Linked DNA regions of Mus musculus: region 1 is linked to region 2. A link is a contact called in public Hi-C data. All regions are on one chromosome and are shown on one strand. Each heading gives the region's core, a stretch centred on a gene start, on an enhancer-like site or on the middle of the called end of the contact. The rest is flanking DNA. Distances are from core to core; before and after follow the strand shown. Region 1 has its middle 79 kb from the start of Gm33843. Region 2 holds the start of 4930459C07Rik (RIKEN cDNA 4930459C07 gene).

What was found. Hi-C and Micro-C count contacts between places; a contact is called where the count stands out from the background.
Region 1: a contact with region 2 is called in a Hi-C map of Th17 cells, with 2.4 times the contacts expected there. The contact joins the enhancer-like site here to the promoter of 4930459C07Rik in region 2. A contact is called at or near these places in 2 of 15 datasets of contacts at CTCF or cohesin (the NIH/3T3 cell line and pro-B cells), 9 of 484 Hi-C or Micro-C datasets (Th17 cells, bone marrow-derived macrophages, cerebellar granule neurons and 6 more), 3 of 115 datasets of contacts at active chromatin or transcription factors (a beta-TC-6 cell line, memory CD8 T cells and regulatory T cells) and 1 of 9 other capture datasets (embryonic stem cells).

Annotation. Positions count from the first base shown.
Region 1 is chr10:96,516,732-96,522,462 of GRCm38.p6, reverse strand. No RefSeq gene overlaps it. Among named protein-coding and RNA genes, the nearest start is that of Gm33843, 79 kb to the left of the region's middle. Within about 2 kb of position 2,917, at least 8 of the 459 cell types and tissues checked have an H3K27ac peak or open chromatin away from gene starts, as enhancers often do. A contact at or near this core is called in Th17 cells, memory CD8 T cells and regulatory T cells, where this site is marked.
Region 2 is chr10:96,223,685-96,228,908 of GRCm38.p6, reverse strand. 4930459C07Rik (RIKEN cDNA 4930459C07 gene) reads right to left here and starts at 2,702. Exons shown (of 3, transcript NR_110448.1): 1 at 2,299-2,702. Gm40747 (a long non-coding RNA gene) reads left to right here. Exons shown (of 3, transcript XR_001779846.2): 3 at 2,219-2,577.

The DNA.
Region 1 (5,731 bases), core at 1,668-4,167, 290 kb before region 2:
GGGACGAGGTGAAGAACTGCCACCTTCCACCTGCTCCAGCCTCTCAAAACTACATGGAACTGGCTATTGTAGGACCGCCTACGGTTCAGTTCAATCCCCAGAGCCCATGTTAGAAACGCTGAGTGTGGTGGCTCCAGGTTATCCTACCGCCAAGGAGGCAGAGGTAGCAAATTCTCTCCACTCCTGGGGGGCGGGGGAAGCTTCTCTGGCCAACCAACCTCATCTACTCTGAGTTCCAGAGTGGGTGACCCTGTTTCCAAAAACTAATGGCTGCCGGGTGCGCGCGCGCGCGCACACACACACACACACACACACACACACACACACACACACACACACACACACACACACACATACAGAGCTATTACCACTGTGCTTAGACAAGAAGTAGAGCTGAAAGGAATTTAAAGTCTGACCATGAATTGAACTGTGTACTAAGGAAAAGACATAGTTAAACGTTAAAATTTAAAACAATCACTTTTTTTTTTCCTTGTTCACAGTAAATTCATTTTATTCCCAAGTCCACATGCATGTCCCCGTGCCATAAGTGAAGATTCTTCAGTAAACAGAAAATGCAGGGCGACCTTAAATCTGGTCATTCTGAGCAGTGTGAACTTGAAATAACTTTCCATTGGCTGAACATCAGTTTCTTAATTTCCCAAAACAGGGATCAATAGCACCCTTCTCATGTGGTCCTTCAACATCACACGGAACAATGAATGCAGCACCATGGCTAACATCTTGATAAATGGACACTCATAACAATATTTATTAGCAATCGATCAAAAGATGGCACCAGCCCTGTGGAGAGGCCCACTATTGTTAGGGGCTGGGGAGGTTTTAGTTGTCAGGGCCAGGTCACAGAGAGAACAAAGAGAGCAACAGCTGATCGGAGTGAGTAGGGGAGCTTTTGCAGACCCCAGGGGGATTGCAGATGGTTTGGGACAGTCCAAGCCAAGTTGGGAGCTGGAGTCAGAGATGACATGGAGGTCAGAGGTCAAGTGTGCAACTTCTGATCAAAATATAGGGGACAGACACTTTGAAGCTGCAGTTCAAATCCTTGTCAGGGGTCAAAGGCAGGCAAACGGCCATGCTTGCAGATGTGGTCCCCCCCACCCCCTCAGAGGCCTCCTTGTCAGAAGGCTTATCATATAGTCCCTGTCACTCTGCCAACAAAGAGATGATGTGTCAGGTGTGGACAGCCAGCTGTCTGAGGGATCAAAGGAATGCAGCCTTGCAAATGAGCATATTATGAGAGAATGAACAGAAGTAGATGAGTGAAGGGGGCTGGTGCGTGCTTACTCCAAGAGTTATGTGCTACTCTACACATACCCGCCCCCTCCCCTCCCCCGCCTCCAAACACAGGATACTTATGGTGCTGGGCTATGTGTGTGCCCTGGTGCCTGAGTGTGGGCATGTATGTGTGTGTGAGCGTGTGTGTATTTACTCACCCCTATGTGTGTAAGCAAATCCTAGAAGTTGATGTCAATCACCCTTCACATTTTATTATTATTATTATTATTATTATTATTATTTACTATTTACTATTACAGAGGCTGAGCCTCTTACCTGTCTGGAGCTAACTTACACTGGGCTGCTGGCCATGCAGCCTAAAGGTCCAGACTGTCTGATTCCCCTGGGCTGGTTTACAGGTGCTGGTAAGGACTCCAGATTTTTACATGGATCTTGGGATCTGAACTCAATTCTTGACCTACTGAGCCATGTGTATGTCCTGACATTCGTGCCCATAATTAAGACATAACTCATTTGTTTTTATTTTTTGTTGTTGTTGTTTGTTTTTGTTTTTTGGGTCTTTTGCTTTCTTGGACCTTTCTGCCCTAGCCTGATATCTTTAAACTTGTAATGTGATGGAATTTAAAATAGGCTCCCTTGGCCTCATGCTTCTAAAGGTGCTGTGACCTAAAATGCTTTATATTGTTTTTCTTGATCTACTGATTCTTTTCCCAGCTATTCAACCATCCAGGATGCAGTCAGTTATCATTTAGCCAGAAAATGTTGACTGTGTTTCTTTACCATTCTTTTCTCAAAGGGCTGTCTGCAGGCAACGTGATAGCATACACCAAAGGCTTTGCAGAGTACACATTCAACACCAGGACCAGTAAGGTCGGTCTATTTGTTTCCCAGAATGCTGTGTTTTACAAACTGTTACATTGTTAACATAGGGACTTCACAGAGATTCCAATTTCATGGGTTTTTTCCATATGCTTAATTACTATTTCATATTTTTCTCAGTGAAATATTTCTTTATATCTTTTGCCCACATGCTACTTAAACTGGGAGCTGCTGCTGCTGCTGCTGCTGCTGCTGCTGCTTCTTCTTCTTCTTCTTCTTCTTCTTCTTCTTCTTCTTCTTCTTCTTCTTCTTCTTCTTCTTCTTCTTCTTCTTCTTCTTCTTCTTCTCCTCCTCCTCCTCCTCCTCCTCCTCCTCCTCCTTCTCTCTCTTTCTCTCTCCCTCTCTCTCTCTGTGTCTCTGTCTGTGTCTCTCTTTCTCCCTATGTTCTCAAAATTGGCTCCAAACTCACAATCTTCCCACCTCAGCCTCCACAGAGCTGAGATTACAGGTGTGCATCTCTGAACTGGTTTTGCTGTTACATTTCAAACATTCTTTATCCAGGTCTGCTGTTGACTAAGTGATTTGCAGCTACTTTCTCCACATCTTCATGTTTTTGTTTTGTTGTTGTTTTCTGTTTTCCATTCCACGACAGGCTTTCTATAGAAGAAGTAAAGGCTTACATTTTTGTTAGGTTCAATTCCCTCCCTGTTCCCTGCTTTTCTTTCTGAGACAGCATCTGGTCTCACTAAGTAGAACAGGCTGGCTTTGGAACGTAATTGTTCTGCCTCCACTCTCTGAAAGCTGGGCTTACATGAGTGTGCTGATCTGCCTGGCTCCAGGCTCTTGGTTTGCCTTTGCCGATGACTGTGAGGTTTCCTTTTGGTTTCCCATCTGACAACTCTTCACCTAAACCAAGATCTTGAAGTTTCTTTGCTATGCATCTGCCTGAAGGTTGTACAAGCTCTTGTTTTGCATACACATTTATTACGTATTTCAAGTTAATCCTTAAGCATGAGAGTTAGGCAACAGTCTGAATTTCTACCCATGGGTGTTGAGTCTCTCCAGTACCCTTGCGGAGAACGATGTCTTTGATTCAGGAGACTTGCTCAGTGCCTCAATCAAAGCTCCTGGGGCTTTTCTTTTCAAGGTTCTATTTCTGGCTTTTTTTGGTTTGTTCGATTGATCTACATGTTCTTTGACCAGCCAGTGCCACAGTCTTTTTTTTGCCTTATGACATCTTAAAATCAAGTAGATTATTTTTCTGATTTGAACGTTCTTTTTAAAATTGGTTTACTTCCCACGTTCTTATACCATTCCATGTAAAGTTTAGAAAAAAAACCTTTTCTACATCTACAGAGCTGTTGCTTGGATTTTGATAGGAATGCCATGAGATCTGTGCCTTTGTTGGTTTGGGAGAACTGACATCCTTACTGTAACGCACAATCAGGTAGTACATACGTATGTAAGCTGTGTCTCTCCATCTAATTGGGTCTCTTCTGACAGCCTTCCTCAGCATTTTGCTTTTCAGAACACGAGTTGTGCATACCCAGCAACGTTATTTTTAATAGATTGCAAATGATGTTTCAGTTTTAATCTTGGCGTTCATGAATCACATACGCAGTCCCCATTAAGTCCTTTTGCTGTACATTTTTGTAGCCTGCCAACTTGCAAAGACCACGTACAACTTCTGGGAGTATGCTGGAAATTCTGAATGTTTTCTTCTTCCTTTGTGACTCATCTGTTTTATATATTTTAAATTAAACATTTCCTCAGCGCAGGCCTAGGATGATATGAGACAGTTACACTTTTTCTGTAACCATCAAACGTATTTTAGAGAACTCAAGAGTAATATTTTGCTTCTCTTAAAAGATATTGTTTTCTTTCCCAACACTTCAAGGTCTACATTTTTATCATTTCCTTTTGGTTTGGAGACTTTTCTCAAGACACTCTTTTACAGAAGGCTTGCTGCTGGCAATTTTTCTTAGTTTTTCCTACATTTCAGAATCTCTTGATTTCCCCCCCCCCCCCCCCCGCCCATTCCTAAAGGATATGTTGCCTAGCTATACAATTCTGCATCAGTCATTTTTCCATACTTGAAAAGCATTGCAGCATTTCCTCTTGTTATCAGGTCTCCATTTTTGTCTTCTGGAAGAAAAGAATTTAGTACAGAGAAGCAGTTTGTTTTGCAAAGAAAAACAAAATATTCCATCTAAAGAGAGATTGGAGTGGGTTGCTGGGAAGCCCCCTGGGGAGCCACCCTGAGGGGTTTTTTGCATTACAGATTTTTTTTTAAGTTTTCATGAATATTTATGAGTTGGGGGTACAGTAATCCCTTTTCATGTCCCAAATCATGGTGAAACAGATCTTTTGGTGTAAATTTCTTCCGATGATTCTCCAGAGGAGGAAAAAAAAAAAAAAAAGGGAGGGGGATGCAAAACCATATGCTAAATGCTATGATATTTTTCTCCCTTGAGGATCTACTGCACACTTATGTGGCAATGGGAAAAGTCTCCTGATGCCTTAGCTTCTGAAACAGCAGGAACAGACCTACCCAAGTCTCAAGGATATTTAGCCACAAGGCCTTCCAACCTGACAGTATCCATTTCTGGTTTTCATGTATGTGAATATTTTGTTTGTGTGTTTGTACATGTCCCACTTGAGTTCCTTGTGCCCAGGGAGGTCACAAGTCAAATCTCATGGAACTGGGATTGACATCCCAGTTGTGGTTGGGAGCCAGTATGTGGATGCTGGGACCCAAACCTGGGTCCTCTGCAAGAGAACACATGCTCTTAACTGATAAGCCCTCTCTCCAGCCCCATGCCATGTCACGCTATGTTTTGTGGCTTTTAATATGAGAAATCCAGGATTTTCCATGCATGTCTTTTCTCTTACAGGTAAAGTGTTGTTTCTTGCACTGTTTTCTAGATGTTATCTGTGTTTACTTAAAAGTTTGAGTGTAATTTACCTTGATGTGGCTTTGCATTTAGAGGGTTTCAGATTAACACAGCCTTGAGACCTTGTGTCTTTTGCGAATTTCAGATGTTTAGATGTTTGTATCCATTATATTTGGTGCTTTTTCACTCCCAAACTTTCTCCTCTGCTTCGAACACTTTACTCACAAAAACATTAGGGCATTCGTCCAGTCTCAGGTTTCTGAGATTCTGTTTGTTTTATTTCCAACCTAGAGTACCTTTGTTGTTTATGGGTTTCCTGATCGTTGTCATTCAGTTTTTCTTTAAAAATAGATGTACACTAAACAGACAAAAGAAAAATACTTCAAGATTTAATCATTTTTAATGAATAAGATTAGGAAACATTACCCTTTATTGCAGAAGTCGGCCCAGTAGTCTTGCCAATGCATAGATAGGTTTTGAAACTTTTGGTTCACAGAGGACCCACTGTGACTCAAAGAAAGCTGTAATGCACTATTATCTCAACCTACACAATGGAGTGGGTGTTACCATCATTGCTCTTTTACAAATAAATAAGATGGGTGTGTTGCGGACACATTGGCCATCCCAGCACTCCAGAGGCTGAGACAGGAGGATGGTGAGCTTGCTGGTAGCCTGTGCTGCTAGCACAGTGGGACCCTGTCTCAAAAATTAAATCAAGAGTGAAAGGAAGACATGAACCCTAGAAGAAAGAAGAATAGCTTGCT
Region 2 (5,224 bases), core at 1,453-3,952:
CGTTCTTCCAAACTTTAGATGTGTGCTTAAGTCATCAGAACATGCTCTTCCAAAGTAAAGATGCTACCAGAAACCCAAACAAGTTTGTTAAGTAAATTCACTCTTAGAAGGAGAAACTGGCCAACAGAATAACAACAATGATCATCAAAACAGGGGACCAGTATTTTCAAAGTGCTTTACAGTCAGCAATTTTGCTGGCTTCTCATTTCCTGTACAAAGACTTTTGTGACTTGTGGAAAGCCACATAGCAAGACTCTGGGGGACAGGACTCAAAGATCCAGGTTGACTTCAAAGCCCATGCTCCTCCCAAAATGCTTCCTACAAGCTTCTGTCAAGTGACCTGCTGGGACATTTGAAAATCTCAAGCAGAAATTCCCCTGGTTGGCATTATCCATTCTCTAAGAACAAGCATCTTCAAGCAGAAACCTAAAACAGTGAAAATCAAGACCCAAGGATTTCTGTATTCTCTTTAGCAGTAGCAATTCTTTAGTTCTTTTTCCTTACAACATATGAAAAATTGTAATTCCTAGGGGGTGAAAGGGTTATGAGACTTTCGATGAAGAAGCCAAATGGTCTAGGCAAAGGAACCCCTGCTACGTACTCTTCCTCCATCAAGAACAAAGTTAGGAACAGGTTCGTTTTCATATCCTTTCTCTTGTAGGGCAGCAAGACTCTTATCTTAAACATAGCCTCCCTCTTCTACAACAAAACTAAACACATGACACATAAACTCTTTATCCATCTTATATCTAGTACAAGAACTGAGCTCGGACATTTTAAGACTTTGGTTTATTGAGAACAATGAAAACACGGGAGAAAATAGTTTTCTGTTGACACCGGAGTCTGTAGAACAACAGAACTTTGTGTTCTAGCCTAAATTTCATATTTGTGACTCGATTATAAAAAGGTATAAATTATATAAACAGTAAAGTCAAGAACAGGAAATTATCATTTTGCTGAACAGGCCATACCTCTGGTTAACAGACTTGCTGCCCTCTGCCTTGAAAAAACATTTTGTTCCCAGGTCTTGGGGACAATGAGCCACATCCATTACACGTCTGGGTAGTGTTGTTCTCGGGGAGTAAGAAAACAACTCGTGTAAAGGCCAGAGCTATCCATTTATATGTACAATAGGTTGATGACTCCTTTTTCCTGAGAAATATTTGTCTGATTCATGTATGCATCAGAAACCATGCCAGATTAAAACACAGCCTTGCTTTCGTTTTCTACAGAACAGTCGCTGCTTCCACTAAATGATTCAAAGCTCCCATGATTCAAAGCTTTTCCTGGCTTCCCTCTGAATGGAGGACATATTTCGGCTCCTTTCCATGGTGTAGGAGACCTTGCCTTTGATGCAATGGCTTCATTGATCACCCCTTCATGCCATGCTTTAGGCAAACTGGCCAGCCCCACCTTCTGTGAAGATACGAGGTTCCATCTCTCCCTAACTCTCCTCATGGCTGAAAATGTCTCTCTCCACCTGAGGATCATCTTTCCTCAGAAAACTAAAAAATAGAAAGGCTTTCTGATCAAGCTGGACCACTCGGGGCTCTGTCCAAGGGGATCAGCCAGCTCCCCGTAAAGATACCTGCACATCCGTGTTTATCATAACCCCCTTCACAACAGCCGGGCTTGAGGAATGAGCCTCCTTGTCTATCTGCAAATTAATGGGTAAAGATAGCCATTGTGATACACACACACACACAATGGGACTTTTTACAGCTGAGAAAAATAATAACATCATGTCATTTGCATGAAAAAATAGATAGAATGTATCATGTTAACGGAAACAGCCCAGTCTCACAAAGACAGGAGTCACATGGGTTCTCTCACATATGAAGTTCAGGGGAAGGAAATGGATCGTGGAAGTGAAAGGGAGAGGAACATGGGTATGGAGGGGGGATAAGAAAGAATAATAGAAGCAGATATGATCAAAATGCATTAAATGCTCTGATGGAAATGTCATATTGAAACCCATTGCCTGCAACAGTCTATACATGATGATGATGATGATGATAATAAATAAATAAATAAATAAATGGGGGAACTGCAACAATCCCCACCCCCAAATAAAAATATCTGCTCCTAGAAGATGCTTCTTTTTCTAAAGTTTCATCTCTTCCATTACTTTCCAACCCCCTCTTTATGAACAGTGTTTATCACTTCTGGACACACGTTTGTTGATGTTTCCTTTTTTACTGTTTGTTTCTCCTTCCAGAAAAATCTTTGCGTGAATCGGTTTCCAGAACCCGGTACCCTGAACCCAGTTTCTCCATAAACACTCAGGATGTCACTTACAAGGCAAGTGGATTTGATCTCCTCCTTGTATGTTGGAAAACTTGCAGGGCTTCAAGGTGCTACAGTTGGTAAGGAGGGGACCAAGCTTTTCTCATTAAGTCCCTCTCGATTCAGATGTTTCTCTCGCACGCACGCACAAAATTTAAGTCAGGAAGGAGATTATCTCATCTCAAATACTGAAGAAAGTAAAACGAACACTTGTTCCGACTACACTGGAGGGAGTCTAATAAACGCAAGGCCTCCCACTCATCCAACGGATTCCTTCGAATGGTTGGGATCGGTTGAGCCTTTTTCTACAGAGCTGCGGGAGAAAGGAAGCTTCATGTGTCCGCCCAGCAAAGCGCTGGAGTGCCTCACCCCTGAGACGCTTTCTCCCTCCCGCCATGTTGTCTAAGGAGCGCCCCACCCCTCACCCCCTACCCCGTAGCCTCCTATCGCTTTCTAGGCCGTTCTATTCTATTCTTTCCTTGCGGCATTTAGGCATTTATCTCTTTCTAAGCGTATCCTTGTTAAGGTTTCCATAGTCATTGTCTAATTAGGTGGAGGTGAAATATAACTTTGTGGGAGCAGGACCCCACCCCTACCCCCACCTGCCTATACACTGAAACACATGGGAAATCCCCAGGGGTTGAGTCTAGGAAAGGATGAGGTCTCTGCTCTGTAGAAGTTAGTACTTAGCCCTTGACTATGCTAATCTGCTTGGCTGATTGAACTTTTTTTTTTTTCATCTATCAGCCCTGCTTACGGATCTGAGTATCAGGAAGGCTTAAGATGAAATAATTTGCTGAACTCATTCACAAGCATTTAATACTACTAAACCAATGGGTGCTGGTGCTCACGTAGTAGGGACAGTATAGAGACAGAGATAGCCGAGGAGGATAAACAAAAGAGAGTGTAAGCCAGCGGAACATGGGCACTGAGAAGCAACCACGTCGGTGGTAAGAGAGTGCCAGAAGGTGGTTGCAGTGGATACCGAGAAAGTTTAAATTTTCCAAATAAATAAATAAATAAATAAATAAATAAATAAATAACAGATTGGCCAATGGGGGTAAATGTCAAAAAGAATCTCCATTTTTAAAAGGCTAGACAAATACCCACCGGATTCGGCAGCTGAAAGTTTTAAAGAGCAATTTTAGGTGAGTAATGGAAATAGATGGCTGATTGAGAGGGACTGGAAATGGACTTTTACAAGGCAAGTAATTAAAGAGAGTTAAGGCAATGCCCCTGAGAGGTTCAGGTTGAAGACAGAAAGACAGGCTCATCCCTAAGAAGGGGCTTCTAGACAAAGCCTCATAATTGGGCTCACAATTGGACTCTCATAATCGATGCAGTTCATTGTATGCCAATTACACTGCAATAAAGGAACATTTTCAAGAGCACGCCTTAGAGCTTCCTAAGATATTAGAGTACATTCTCAGTTGAGAATCGTGTTTCACTTTCATTATGCTACATGAAGGCATTCCCAATACATGAATGAGAAAAAAAATCTAATATGAGGAAAAGCCCAAAACACATAAATCCACACTCTGGGTACAAAAAAAAAGAATTTAACAAGGGCAACAGGAACAAGAATGTGTGCTTAAGGTAGGGGACCAGAGAAAGGCACTGGGGTCATGGCTAGGATATATGTGTATACACACACACACACATATTGGTTACACTTCTTGCAGACTCTAGACATTGGCCAGGTTTATGATCCGATCCACAGCAAGGCAAAAAAAGCTAAACAAAGACCTCCAGGACAAGCTCAAAGAATTGCCTGGACAGATGAATGTCTACAGTGCCATCAAAACTTCACTTAGGGTCATAATGAAAAACCATGTAGACATGAGACAGTGGGTGGAAGAGAAGGGAGAGTTAGATAGAAATTAAGAACCCATTCTACCTGGGTCTTATGAATTGAAGCAAATAAGACACCAAATTTCCACAATGGTTGAGAAACTCAAAGACAAGGCAGACAAGAGAGGTACTAACTTGGTAGATGCGCTTATTCAAAACACAACCATGTAGAGTTTTCTCGACAGTGCCTAAATACTAATGGATTCAATGCTGTATGTCTTCTCAAAGAGTATTTTCTCATCCTGTATTAAAATAATTAGAGCGTTGAGCAGCGTGCCAGGGTGTTCGTTCCTCCCACCTCTACCCCACCTCGACTTTTGTGTTTTCATCTAAGCAATGCAGGAGAGGTAGAAAGACTTTCCTTTGACTTGTCTGACTTTCCATAACATTCTTCAGAGAAGTAGACTTGTCTGTGACTGAAAATAGAACAGGGTGAAGAAGGGAAAGAGGAGAAGTGCCGTTTTATATCTGTTGTAATATGAATAGTCATTGTGTTAGCTACAAGAGAAAATGTAAGCACGAAGGGTGGGTGGTGTGGCTAGTTAACAACCCACTAATCACAGAATTGACCGGAGACGCTAAGGGATGTGACCCTTCGCTCCCGATCAGAAAGTTAAACACCTGCCAGAGGATTGGTAGAGTCTTTACAAGTCACCCCACCTGACCTCAGGCTGTACAAGTGAAGGGATGATCAAAGGATTATGGGATTTGAGAGATACCTCCAAGACAGCATCAGTCGTCACATGTCCACTTCTGTCTTAAATATCTATCCTTTCTCCCTAGTGAGCCTACTCCAATCTTGTCTGTTTCCCTAAAATACTAGGTAATATTTACAGGGGCCTCAGTATGAATAATCAAGTATTTCCATATCCTAAGTCATGTAATGATTGAAACAATCACTAATCTAATCTATGTATGGTTATAGGTCCTAATCTATTGATGGATCGAACAGCTATGACACAAATAGGCCAGGTCATGTATCCAGGTGACACAGCTGGCGAGCAGAAATTCAAGCCCAGGCCCTCTAGAACAAGAGCTTTTGTGCTCAGCTCCTGGGATATGCTATCCTCTGTCTTATTTCAGGTCA